Regions from separate parts of the Anas platyrhynchos genome. Here region 2 is linked to region 1. The links are chromatin contacts, called in public Hi-C maps. All regions are on one chromosome and are shown on one strand. The core of a region is the stretch at or near the end of the contact, and the rest is flanking DNA. Distances in the headings are between cores, read along the strand shown. Region 1 overlaps LOC110353842 (a long non-coding RNA gene). Region 2 holds the start of SLC35F3 (solute carrier family 35 member F3).

Region 1 (5,659 bases), core at 1,357-3,856:
AAATAAAACAGCCAAAGGACATGTGAAGTGGCTTTTTGGTAGGTGGTGTGTGTTGCACAGGCTGTGCTCCAAGCCCTGCTGGCTCCCATTGATGGCTGTTCTGTGATTTACCGTGTGTTCTGGGAGATGTCCTCACCCCAGATACTCTGCCCTGAGTCCAGCAACTGAGGAACTGAGTTTTCTGGAGTGTCCTCTGGTTCTGTGGCCTTGACTTTGCTGAGGGACTAGGTTATGGGGTTTTTAATTGCAGAGGAGCTTTGTTAGATGATTTTAATCACAGGTGCTGGTCTAATTTAGACTTACTGGTGACCTGCAAAACTCCTTTTGTACTGGTATTGTGAAGTTTTAGGTATATAGTCAAAGTAAACCAAGGTATGTAGTTTAGGTGTGTATTAGTTAGTTCTTATTTGTTGCAGTTCAAGCACATTTTCCCCAGAGTGCAAAGAGTCTGCCAATGAATTGCTACTGCTTTTGGAGGGAAGGAAAGAAAAAACATCTTTCTCCTGCACATACGGCTAGATACTTTGCTGCTCTTGAAAACAATCTTTTTTTAATTTCCTAATTACAGGCACTGATAGCAAGCCATGGTGCTGAATCAGCTAGTACATCAATTGAAACGTGGAACAGTAATAAGTAAACAGATCGTCAAACAAAATGATCTAATTTGTGTGACAGGGCAGAACATTTTTTGTTGTTGTTTGCTTGTTTTTGCTCTTCTGAGTGCCTAGGATATTCAGAAAGCATGTCTGCATCATCTTTATCTGCTCTGGGGTTTAAGACCGGTTGTTGTCTAGGCATGATGCTCTGCAATTTGTCAAAGCCTACTGCGGTAGCTTATTTAAAGGCCAGCTTGCTTGTGCAGTCTTTGTGTATCCAACTTCCCTCTATCTTTGTGCTGTGTCACTTTTTGCAGATTTACATGCTCTGATAGCTGAGTTGAGCAGCAGCTTGTTCCAGAAGTTTTCTCCAGAGAGGTGGTGAGCAGGGTGGTAGCAACATACAGTCTGGATGTCTGTGTGTCTGTTATGGACTGATGTGGTTAGAGCTGTTCAGTTTGTCATTACTGAACAGTTCTGAACCAGCGTGGAGAAACTGCTCCTGTTACTCTTGATATCTGGATCTTATCAAATGGTTACTGGAGTCTGTGGCATCCTGGCACAATCCTTAACTCTCCTGGAAGCACAGGGCTGTGTTGGGGAAGACAGATGTGGCTGCACCTTCAAGGTCCTTAACATGCCCCTTTTCAAGGAGAGCTGCTGTGTGGTGGTAGATTTGTGCTGGAAAACTACAGTGTTTATTGCAGATGTTTCTGAAACGATGCTGAGATCCCCTGTGGCCTGGGACCTGTCAGCTGCACAAAGGACATCAGTGGTGTGGGAGCTGACTGCCCTGGGACACGGTGGGGCAGGGATGCAGAGCTGACTGGGCTGCCCTGCTTGGCACGGGGAAGGTTTGGCAGGATGAACACAAGGGTCAGAGACCACTTTGGTTCCACAGGATCAGCAGTTCACAGAAGAAAACTAGTTCTTTCTAGTCAGCTTCAGTAAATACTACTTCTGCTCCATCAAGTAATGTTTTGAATCAGGATGAGGGAATGCTAGATGTGCTTGAGCACTTCTTTGTACTTGCTATTTGATGGTGGAATATATTTTTTAATATGGGGAAATGAACTAAAAGCTATTTCTTTCAGTTTCCATGTATATGATCGTGATTTTTTTTCCATATGTGACTTTTGGAGTCCGCTATGACAAAATTTTTGCAAGATATTTGCAAATTTAATACTTGCAAATAAAAAGATCTTAAGTAAACAAGGAATCAAAATTTTAAAAGGTCCATTGCTGGATTCAGCACGTGGAACTTGGGACACTTGGTATCCACCTTCTCAGAGCAACTCCTGCTAGTTTCCCTTGGAGGTGACCGACAACTTCAATCCACCCTTGCTTGCCTTGCAGAAGAGGCATATAACGCAAATGTGAAACGAAATGTTTTGGTTCAATTAATTGCTTTGTCTCTTTCAGCATCAAGCTGAAAAAAACAACCTATTAATTCCACAGTCCTGGGATTTGGTAGCCTGCCAAACCCACACAATGCGATTTAAGGCACCTCTCTGCATTTTAATCACTGAGGAGAGTCCTGAGAGGAGACGTAACCTCAGCTGAGAAGTGACACTGCACTTTTTCACGCTCGGAGAAGTCACGTCAGCCTCCAGAGTCAAGAGCAGTGCTGAAATGCTCCCGGCAGTGGCTCAGTGTCAGCAGCTGATGCAGGGCTGTATCGGGAGCTCCTCAGAGAACAGTGTCACAAGATGCTTGTTAAGCAGTGATTTCTGGCCGCTGACAGATGCCTCTGAATTCTGACCTTCAGCTCACGAATATCTGTCTCTCTTGGCTTAAATCGTTTGTGTCTCTTAAAGTATTGTGTCTACTGCCTTGGGATGGCAGTAGAATGGGACGAAAGGTCAGCGTTCATCTCTCTGTAGCATGGTTGATTGCAGCACAAAATTGGGTTCTATGTCGATGTGGCTTCACAGGCAGAGTAAATAATGGTGGGTTTACTAATGCAAGGTGCTTGGAGAGGTCAATGAGGGGCACAGCCACTTCTCTTACCCTCCACTGATTGTACATTGAGAAAAATAGTATGCTTGTAGGGGGATGGACTGAGAGAGTCTGCTCTCCGCCTGTAATGCCCTCACTGTATGGATCCAGCGTATGCAGAGGGGGTTGTTCCATCCTGCTGACCTACCTTGTTCTTATTTAGTTCAGCAGCTCGCTCCTTCCTTCCCATTCAGCTTTGTCTCTTTCAGAAACCCCTCTTAACTGGATCCTTTCAGAACCTTCTCCAAGTCACTTTGGAGAATGTTGGATGTGAGGTAGAACGTGCACAGAAGAGAAACGGCTGGCACGTGCCTCTCATGACTTTTCCTAACCTTGGGAAGAGGTTTCTCTCTGGGAATATGCAGACTTGTCCAGCTCTGTCTTTGAGCAAGAGCAGAACAGTGTCTGAGGTGCCCCTTCAAGGGTAAGAAGCCGAGATAGCAGGGACTGATTTATCCTTTATTCATTCCTGAAGATCAGCAATTACTGGTTCTGTGGCCTTTGAGAAATATGTGGCACCCCCATTGAATAACTAGCTGGGATTTAACTATCCAATGACTTTGTAACTTGTTCATCAGGTTAAATAATTTTGAATATTTTAACATAGGTCTAGAAATATCACAATTAATAGAGGAATTAGAATGTGAAGAAGCTAAAATAATTAACCATTAAGCCTGGATAGAGTGTGTCGTGGATTTCGGTGAACAGCGACATTCTTCCTGGTGACTTGCAGTATGTCTCTGTAGTGGTTGTCACTCCAGGTTGCTAAGGAACTTGGGTTGTCTACAATTCTGCCCTTAACATGTGCTTTTATCCTCGCACTTCACACGGAGCGTTTTCCTTCTGTATTGATGCTGACCTTTTTCTTCCCCCTCATTAGCAGAGGCAACAACTATGCCGCGTTTAGCTGTCGTAAGTCTGATGCTTCAATGCTTGGAAAGTAAAATATAGCAAACCTTTAGCACTGCTGACACTTCATAATGTGGTCATTATGTGCTGTAATACAATGGAGGAAAGCTGTTTCAAAGGGAAGGGTGTTCTGCTTTTGTTATTAGCTGTTGCATGCTCTTAAAAGAAATAACATTCCAAGAACAGATAAAATGAGGTAATCAAAATGACTGAAATCACAGAAATCAGTGTCCAAGAGGTATGTCAAAGGTCTGCTGCCCTGCTTTGAGATGCCATTAGCTTTACCTGCATCATCCCTGAAAGATGTCTGTTAAATTTACAGCAATAGTGATTTTTTTAAAAAAAATAAATTACACTAAATGCCTTCCTTTCCACAGTGAACTTGGAGTATAATTTATTGATTGCTGTCTCTTGAAAAAATTTCTTTTTATGTTTGGAGACTCTTGTTCTGTTCCCCTCTTGCTTTTCCTCTGTACATTAAACAAATCCAGCTCTTTCATCCTGTCCTTGCAAATCATATTTCTAAACCTTTGATCATTTCTGTTGCTCCACTCCGAACTCTTCAGTTTCTCCCCACATTTCACCAAATGTGCTTTCCCCAGGACTGCTCTGTGAGCCCATCCAGTGCTGAATAGAGGGATACTCCGTTCCCTTATGATTTTTTTTTTTTTGACTCATGTACTTAAAATGAATCTGCCTTTTTCTTCTAACAACATGGATTTTGTTGATTCCTTCTCAGTTTGATCTGATATATTCCCCCATACCCATTCCTGCTATTATCGCAGCCTGGAGGAGCCTTCCATTTATGCACCATTCAACAGCTTTCCTTCCCTCTCTGGTGTGGTATTCTGCACTCTTTGAAATCTGTTCCAGTTTTTGACTTGAGATTGAGCTTGATAAATAGAAGCACTCTGAATTTCAATCCTGCCCTTAAGCAGGATTAAGCTTTGGGCTGCACTCTTCAGAAACGTATTTGCTAGTCCATCACTCAAGTCAGTAGCACACACTCTTTTTAATAGATCTGCTCTTGGCCTTTTTCCCGTTACAGTGACAAATGCAAAATTTTACAGCACCTTTTTGTGCATTTATTTGCTGTGACTTGATGGGAAGAGCAAGCACCATAACCATTGCCACGGGACCTTTCCTGTTCTCCAGAGCTCTTTGAACCTGTTCACAGAGTGTGCTAGCTGCCTTCAGAGTAACTCCTGGGTGAATGCCATCCAGCATCTTGGATAAACAGAGGAGGGAACAAAGGCTATCTGGAGAAAGGAGATACCAAACAGTGTGTAGGCATATGGGTGTATGATGCTATTTTGCTTTTCTCTGAAGACTGAAGCAACGAGGGTATGAAATAACTCATCCTTTTCTGCACGTAATTCCTCCCTTTCTCTGTCTTGAAATGTTCTCAATTTTCTTGCAACTATCTTTTGCTCTCTAATAGTGTCAGCTCCTGTTGTCATTTATTCTTAGTGATTTGTTTCCATGTACCAATGTGAATATTTTACATCTGCTATTAGTTTTGTCCAATATTTTATATTTTGTTTAATTCTGCTTATTTTTTCTTTTGAAGAGTTCTTTGTGTAACCAGATGGGGCATGTGGTAAGACTTTCTTTCCTCTTTATTGGTAAAGTTGTATGCGCTTTCCTGAGGGTCAGTAAGCAAGAGCAGAACAACTGTCCTTGCTCTAGTTTCTGTGAAGCTTACTAGTTTGGCACTAACTTGCACTCAAGCAGCTTTTCCAGCGCAGCTCACCACAGATCTTTCCTATTAGTCACAGTCCAATCCAGCTGCCATTCGAGGCACCTGCAGGCATTCACAGCTTCTGATTTTTGGAAAGTACTTGGCACTATCTGGACTCTCAAACAACTTTCTTTAATTCATCCTGCCACTTATTAGCCTTGGCAATAGCCCTTCACAGAAAACCTCTCCATAAGAAAAGATGCCAAAATTTCTTCTTTTCACTTCAGTAAATACAGCGATATTGCACTCCCTAACTTTTCTGAGTTAGTATAAACAAAACAGACAATGATAAAAACTGGAAGAAAGAGCATTTGGGACCGAAGTTGCTCAAAGAAAAGAACTTTTTCTGAGTTACCCCAAGGAAAAAACATCCATCCCTTGGACAACTGCAGCTAACTACCCTTTGGAATGTGCA
Region 2 (5,814 bases), core at 2,546-5,045, 150 kb after region 1:
GACTATCTTTCTGCTTTTCACTTCTCAGTTTTCCACTTGAATTGAGAAGAAACACAAGGGCAATGCTCATATGCTGCAAAGAAATAATGAGATGCCCTAAAAAAAAGTTTTTTCTTTCCCTTCACTTCTTAACTAACAATAGATAGCAAAACAATCAATAGACCTATTTTCAATTCCAAATATAAGAGGCTTCTATTTTCCACTGGCAAAAAAGAAGCTGAACAGTTTATATTCAACACCATTGAAGCAGCAGATTAAAATCAGCTTTATATAAAGCAACATACCTCTCTGGAACTGATCTCTGTGTACCTTCCTGACTACAACAGGCAACTACATCATAATTTTCAGAGCTTTCTAGTTGCTTTTGGCAAGGAGTCATGCCTGAAATCCTGATGCTTGTTTGGTTTTGCCTGTGCATTGCAGGGGTCTGAGAACAATGTGGGAGCTTACATGAAAAATGTGCTGCAACTTGTCTTAAATTTATCTGTGTTTGCTCCAGCACACTCTCCCTCTACTTGAGAAAGCAAGTGTGAGTCTATTGAAGGTGGCTGAGCTGATTTTGCTTATTATCCAGTTTTGCATTTGGCCAGCATCTGTCCACTCCATCAGTCTTTCATGGTTCTCTGGGTTTATTTATACCATTTAAAGGTAGTAGTAGATATTTTAAAATGTGAATGCAAGCAAGATTACCCATGATAGACTAGGAAGTCTTTAGCTACATATTTTTTGTTGCTGACTCAAAAATTTGCAGGTGAAATAGATTATGTTTGAAGTTGCACCCTTATCCCGTCAAAACAGCATACTAATATTAAATTGGTCCCACTGATTTAGCTGGAGCCACTTTGGCTATACAGTAGCATTATATTCATGTGGATGTCAAATCTGACTCCAGCTAGAGAAAATTAATAGTTTTGCCATATAAGCATTTCCCTGTGTTATATGGGGCTTCTATCATGTACATTGTATATCTGTCTAAAACCCAAGAATCCCTGGGGCCAGAACATCTGATTAATGGCTCAGGTATGCATCTTCTGTAATAAGGATAAAAATACTGAGAAGCAGGAACATACATCAACTGCAGAGAGATTCAGTCAGAAGAATACTTGCTTAAGGAGGAAGCTGGGTCCTCTTCTAAAGACTCTGAGTTCCTAGAGGTAATTTTTTTATAAACTGGAGAAGATAGATAGTTTCTGCAGTTGTGACTGTTGTCTTGCCCACTGAAATCTCTCTTCTGTGTTATCCTACTCCTGTCGCTGTATCTGCTAAATATAAAACTCATTTTGGGAGGTGGGTAGAAATCACTAGCCCTTCACATGAAATGAATAATGTATTGATAAGTGTAAATTTCCATCTTGGATAAACTTATGCCAAACTACTACTGATAGGAGATGAAAATAAATACTGCTTAAATTGTATTTTCCTCTGACATGGCATCATAATGTCTGTATAGAGCTGATATATCTTAATGGTTGTATTTAAGAGCTGACTATCAGTCAAGCATATCATTTCTTGTCTAGGGAAAGAAAATGTGCATCTAACAGGACAGAATAAGTAACAACACTCTGTAACAAATACTGTTTCCTCCTACAAGGCTCTGCCATTATTTCAAGTACAATATTTCCCAGCTCTTCTATGCATGAAAAACTGTAGGTATTTTATTAAAGTAACGCTAATAAAAGGTTCAGAAAAGCCATTCACAGTGCTTCCAGTTTGGCATAGAGTACTGGATCGTTCCTATCTAAACTGAGACAAATTCTGCTCCATTTTGCCCACTATTCCCTAAATAGTGTGTAGGTATATTCCTTAGACAGGTATATAAAACATTTAGCAAATGTTTTCTCTGTAACTTGTTCCTTACTCTTGGGGTGCATTGCTAGTTTATACACTACTTTTTCTCTCCTCATACAAAAAATTCAAGTCAGCTCCATAAATCCACAAATTCAACATCACGTGGGACTGAATATTTATCTTTTAGCATTCAATGCCATATTGTCAGTTTCAATTTCAAGTACAATGTTTAAACATAATTAAAATAGTGAATGCAAGAATTTTTTTTTTTTTGCATGCCCCCACAAATGTTTCTTTTTTAACAAACATTTACAGCAAGGTTTGACAAGATCCTAAGAGCTAACTATGTTGATGTTGCCTCTTACTGTAATTTTGAAATGTTGTTTCACTAAACAATTCCGTTTTAAAAACTTCACAATTTTCCACGCTTTTCTTCTCTCTCACAAGATGCATACTCTCTTCAAGTTTGTCAGCACTGCCACCCAAGCTGTCCAAAGTCACTTACTTGCATGACAGGAGAAAGTATTAACGGTCATCCATCATTCCAGTTACACCTTGAAATGACAGTAGCTGGGAAAGAATAAAACAGCAGAAAAACAATCTTTTTGGGGGGCATGTGTAAGGAATGAGATGATTCTGGAATATAAAGTGGAGAGATGTGCAATAGAGATTCTGAATTCCATGGCACCTTTCTGGGAATACAGAAAATGGACAGGGACGTACTTTACTGGCACTCCAGCAGTACTGACCAAGCGTTTGCTACTCTGCACCATCCCACCTGTCCAGCCCATGATGAGAGGTGGGTAAGTGCTCAGCAGGTATTGCTGCTTGGCTGGGCTTGGTTGATTGAGCCTTTGTTTGCTCCAGCTCTGAAAGAACTTTATGCCATTTTTCCATGCCAATGTGAATTAACCCTATACTGAGCACTGCTAGCCCAGACTTGCATTTCTGGATGTTATTTTTAGTACACTTTGAGAATCTTCTATGAATAATAATGGAGAGATTTGACACCAGATACATGCAGTAGCACAGGTAATTCTCAGCTGACATCCTATCCTTGTCTTTCACTTAAAGCTGGGAAGAGTATGGACTCTGCATATAGAGTGACACTGGACTTGGGCCTGACTGAAATGTCTAATCCCATTGTTGCTTGTTATCATTACTGCTGCTCTGAACATCTGAGGAGATTTAAATCAAGCTAGTCATCACTATCTGTGGGTTTGGTGAATGTCGTTTCCATCCTCTCACCTTAGTCCAAGTCACCTTCCTGCATTGGCGTGCGTGCCTGGCAGGGCACTCCGTCACGCTGCCAAACGCCTGTGTGGACAGACAAAATAACTGTTGTGCAGGTGATAACACAAACTCAGTGCGTGATTTGATACGGGTGTTTGATATTAGTTTGTCTCCTGGCAGCTGGGGCTACTTTGCTTTCTGTTTCTGAAAGTGGCACAGCTTTAAAAGTGGCACAGTTACCTTTGGAGAACATTACCTGTAGTTATCAGGAACGCCTCCATAACGTTCATGGTTTGCTATCCCTGGTAACTTTCTGGGACTTCTCCATTTCCTTTCCTATAGGACGCACGTACCCACAAAGTTATTCAACCAACTCCAACTATATCTGCAGGCCACCAAGCACCTATTATTATTTTTTTTTGACGTGGTTATACCAGGTGCACACCCCACCTTTCACCCGCGTCTTTACCCCCTCCTTCCCTCGCTCACCCCCAGAAGGACCCTGAGGGGACTCTTCAGGACCCCCTCCCCCTGCCCCGGGGCCGTGCCGTGGCTGCGGGCTGCCGGCAGGGGTCGCGCTGCGCGGCGGGCCGGCCCGGTTGGGGGCCGCGGGGCTCCCCCTGGCGGCGGCCGCTGGCAGCGCGCTGGGGCGGGGGGCGCGGAGCGCGGAGCTCGCCCTGCCCGGCCCCCGCTCGGCAGGCGGCGGCAGCGGCGGCGGCGGCGGCCCGCCCCTCGACTCTCCCAGCTCTCGGCAGCCCGGGGACCCTCCGCGGCCGCCGCCCGCTCCTTGTCGTCTCCCTTCTTGTTCCTTCCTTCCCCCCCTCCCGCCTCGCACCCGGCCGGTGGGCGCCGCCGGCTCGCCCCGCCGAGAAGTCTGGGCGCCCCCCAGCCCTCGCTGCTGCTGCTCCCCATGGGGATCCGCGAGTTCCCCAACGGCTCGGCGCGGGGCAAAGCCGCCACGCTGTGAGTACCGGGCGGGGATGGGGACGGGGATGGGGGACACCCGGGCGGGGAAAGTTGTCGGGCGGGAGGTGCCGGGGGGCTGCCGGCCCCTGACGCCCCTCTCCCGGCCCCCAGCGGCATGCGGCGCTCCCCCGACGTGAGCCCCCGGCGGCTGTCCGACATCAGCCCGCAGCTGCGGCAGCTCAAGTACCTGGTGGTGGACGAGGCCATCAAGGAGGACCTCAAGTGGTCCCGCTCCGTGGAGGACCTCACCAGCGCCTCCGTGGGGCTCACCTCCATCGAGGAGAGGATCCTGCGCATCACCGGCTACTACGGCTACCAGCCCTGGGCCGCCAGCTACAAACGTGAGTCCCCCGGGGGGTGGTGGGGGGGGTGGTGCTGGGGGGGTCTGGCTCAGAGGTAGCCACGAGGTAAATGTGGGATCCTGCGACCAGGAGAGCCCGTTTAGGTGCCTTAGTACTGCCTATGCGCTCGGTGATGTGTTGATCGCCGGATTTGTGACAGCTCTGAGAAAGCTCCGCTGCATTCACGCACGCCCTGCTCTCAAAAGTGACGCCTTCTCGGTACGTCTCTCTGTTGCTTTAGAGGTCTGCCAGATCTTCGCAGTGCTTAATCTCGTTTTTATGCCTTTCCTGGGTCAAATGGAGCCGTCTCTTCCATATTCCTGCACTTGAGAAAGAAACTTCCTGCGATACCGCCACGAAGAGAAGCCTAGCTGTGTCCCTCCGTAGACGTGATTTACGAAGGAGCTGAGACCTTGAGGGGTTGTAATATATCAGCTAGTATTCTTGCAATAACACTCCCTGTTTCTTGCCCGTCTTTCATCTCCACGGTGGTAATTGCATGACTTAACAAGTTCTAAAAATAAGTTACCCATTAACTGAAGTCATAAAAACATTTTGGTTGTTCAAATGCTGTTCGTATCATCACAGGGTTTTTTTGTTGTTGAAATGATCGTGCTGTAACAAACGTCAGTTTTGCTGGGAACACTGGCTCTGACAAAGTGACTGTTTTCGTGGTGCACTTTCCTAAGTATGGCGTGTAAACATTCTGAAATGTTTACTCACGGATTATCCCTTTGCTCATGTGCTTAATAATGAAAGAGGGAGATGCAGGCAAGTGTGGTGTGTGGTACTTGTTCAGTTTTTGTGAGCCACTTCTGATTGCCTGATGATAGGGCTTTACTGATAAATATTCAAAGACTTCTTCTGAGAGAGTGTTTTTTATTATTATTTATTTATTTTTATTTTGACAGAAATGTCTGATATTTGCTACTTTACTCGCGAGGGAGTATGGGATTTCTCTAAGAGCAAATCCATTGCCTGGATTGGGATCATTCCTGAGAGTAAAGCTTATTCAGGTCAGTTTTCAGGATCAGATTGTGTGCTGATGCCAGGCTGAGTTGGGTATTAGTGCTTGCATCTGACACAGTGACTAATAGTCCAGCTGAAGTCGCACTGAGCTGCTGTGGCAGATCCTTCTGAAGTAATAATGGTCATGCTAACTCCTCAATTATTACTTGTTTGTTGAAATTCATAACTGTGTCTGAAAAAGTTAATTGCAAGCCTCAGCTTGCTAGCCTAGTTATATATTCTCTGGTAGCTCACTCTGAATAACAAAATTACATACTTGAGTTGTAATGGTGGCATGTAAATACAAAAGTTGTCTGGGTTTCTTACTTTTGTGCCTAAAAATAATAGGTCATATGAAATCATTGCCAATTGAAAATCTGGGTTGCTAGAAATGTGGAAAAAAAAAAAACAACAGTATGAAATAAAAGACCTATCTCTCTAGCTGGTACTGAATGGCATGGCTGAAGACGAGCTGTAT

Evidence for each region. Hi-C and Micro-C count contacts between places; a contact is called where the count stands out from the background.
Region 2: a Hi-C map of skeletal muscle shows a contact between it and region 1, with 3 times the contacts expected there. The contact joins the promoter of SLC35F3 here to the enhancer-like site in region 1. A contact is called at or near these places in 2 of 8 Hi-C or Micro-C datasets (liver and skeletal muscle).

Annotation. Positions count from the first base shown.
Region 1 is chr3:26,373,390-26,379,048 of IASCAAS_PekinDuck_T2T, forward strand. All of the region lies in intron 1 of LOC110353842 (a long non-coding RNA gene), which reads left to right. Among named protein-coding and RNA genes, the nearest start is that of UTP25, 61 kb to the left of the region's middle. Within about 2 kb of position 2,607, at least 3 of the 8 cell types and tissues checked have an H3K27ac peak or open chromatin away from gene starts, as enhancers often do.
Region 2 is chr3:26,517,896-26,523,709 of IASCAAS_PekinDuck_T2T, forward strand. It overlaps SLC35F3 (solute carrier family 35 member F3), which reads left to right and starts at 3,796. Exons shown (of 9, transcript XM_072035575.1): 1 at 3,796-3,984; 2 at 4,099-4,328; 3 at 5,240-5,344. The coding sequence starts at 3,932. It overlaps LOC106019027 (a long non-coding RNA gene), which reads right to left and starts at 4,313. Exons shown (of 4, transcript XR_003495911.3): 1 at 4,175-4,313; 2 at 3,037-3,105; 3 at 2,294-2,358.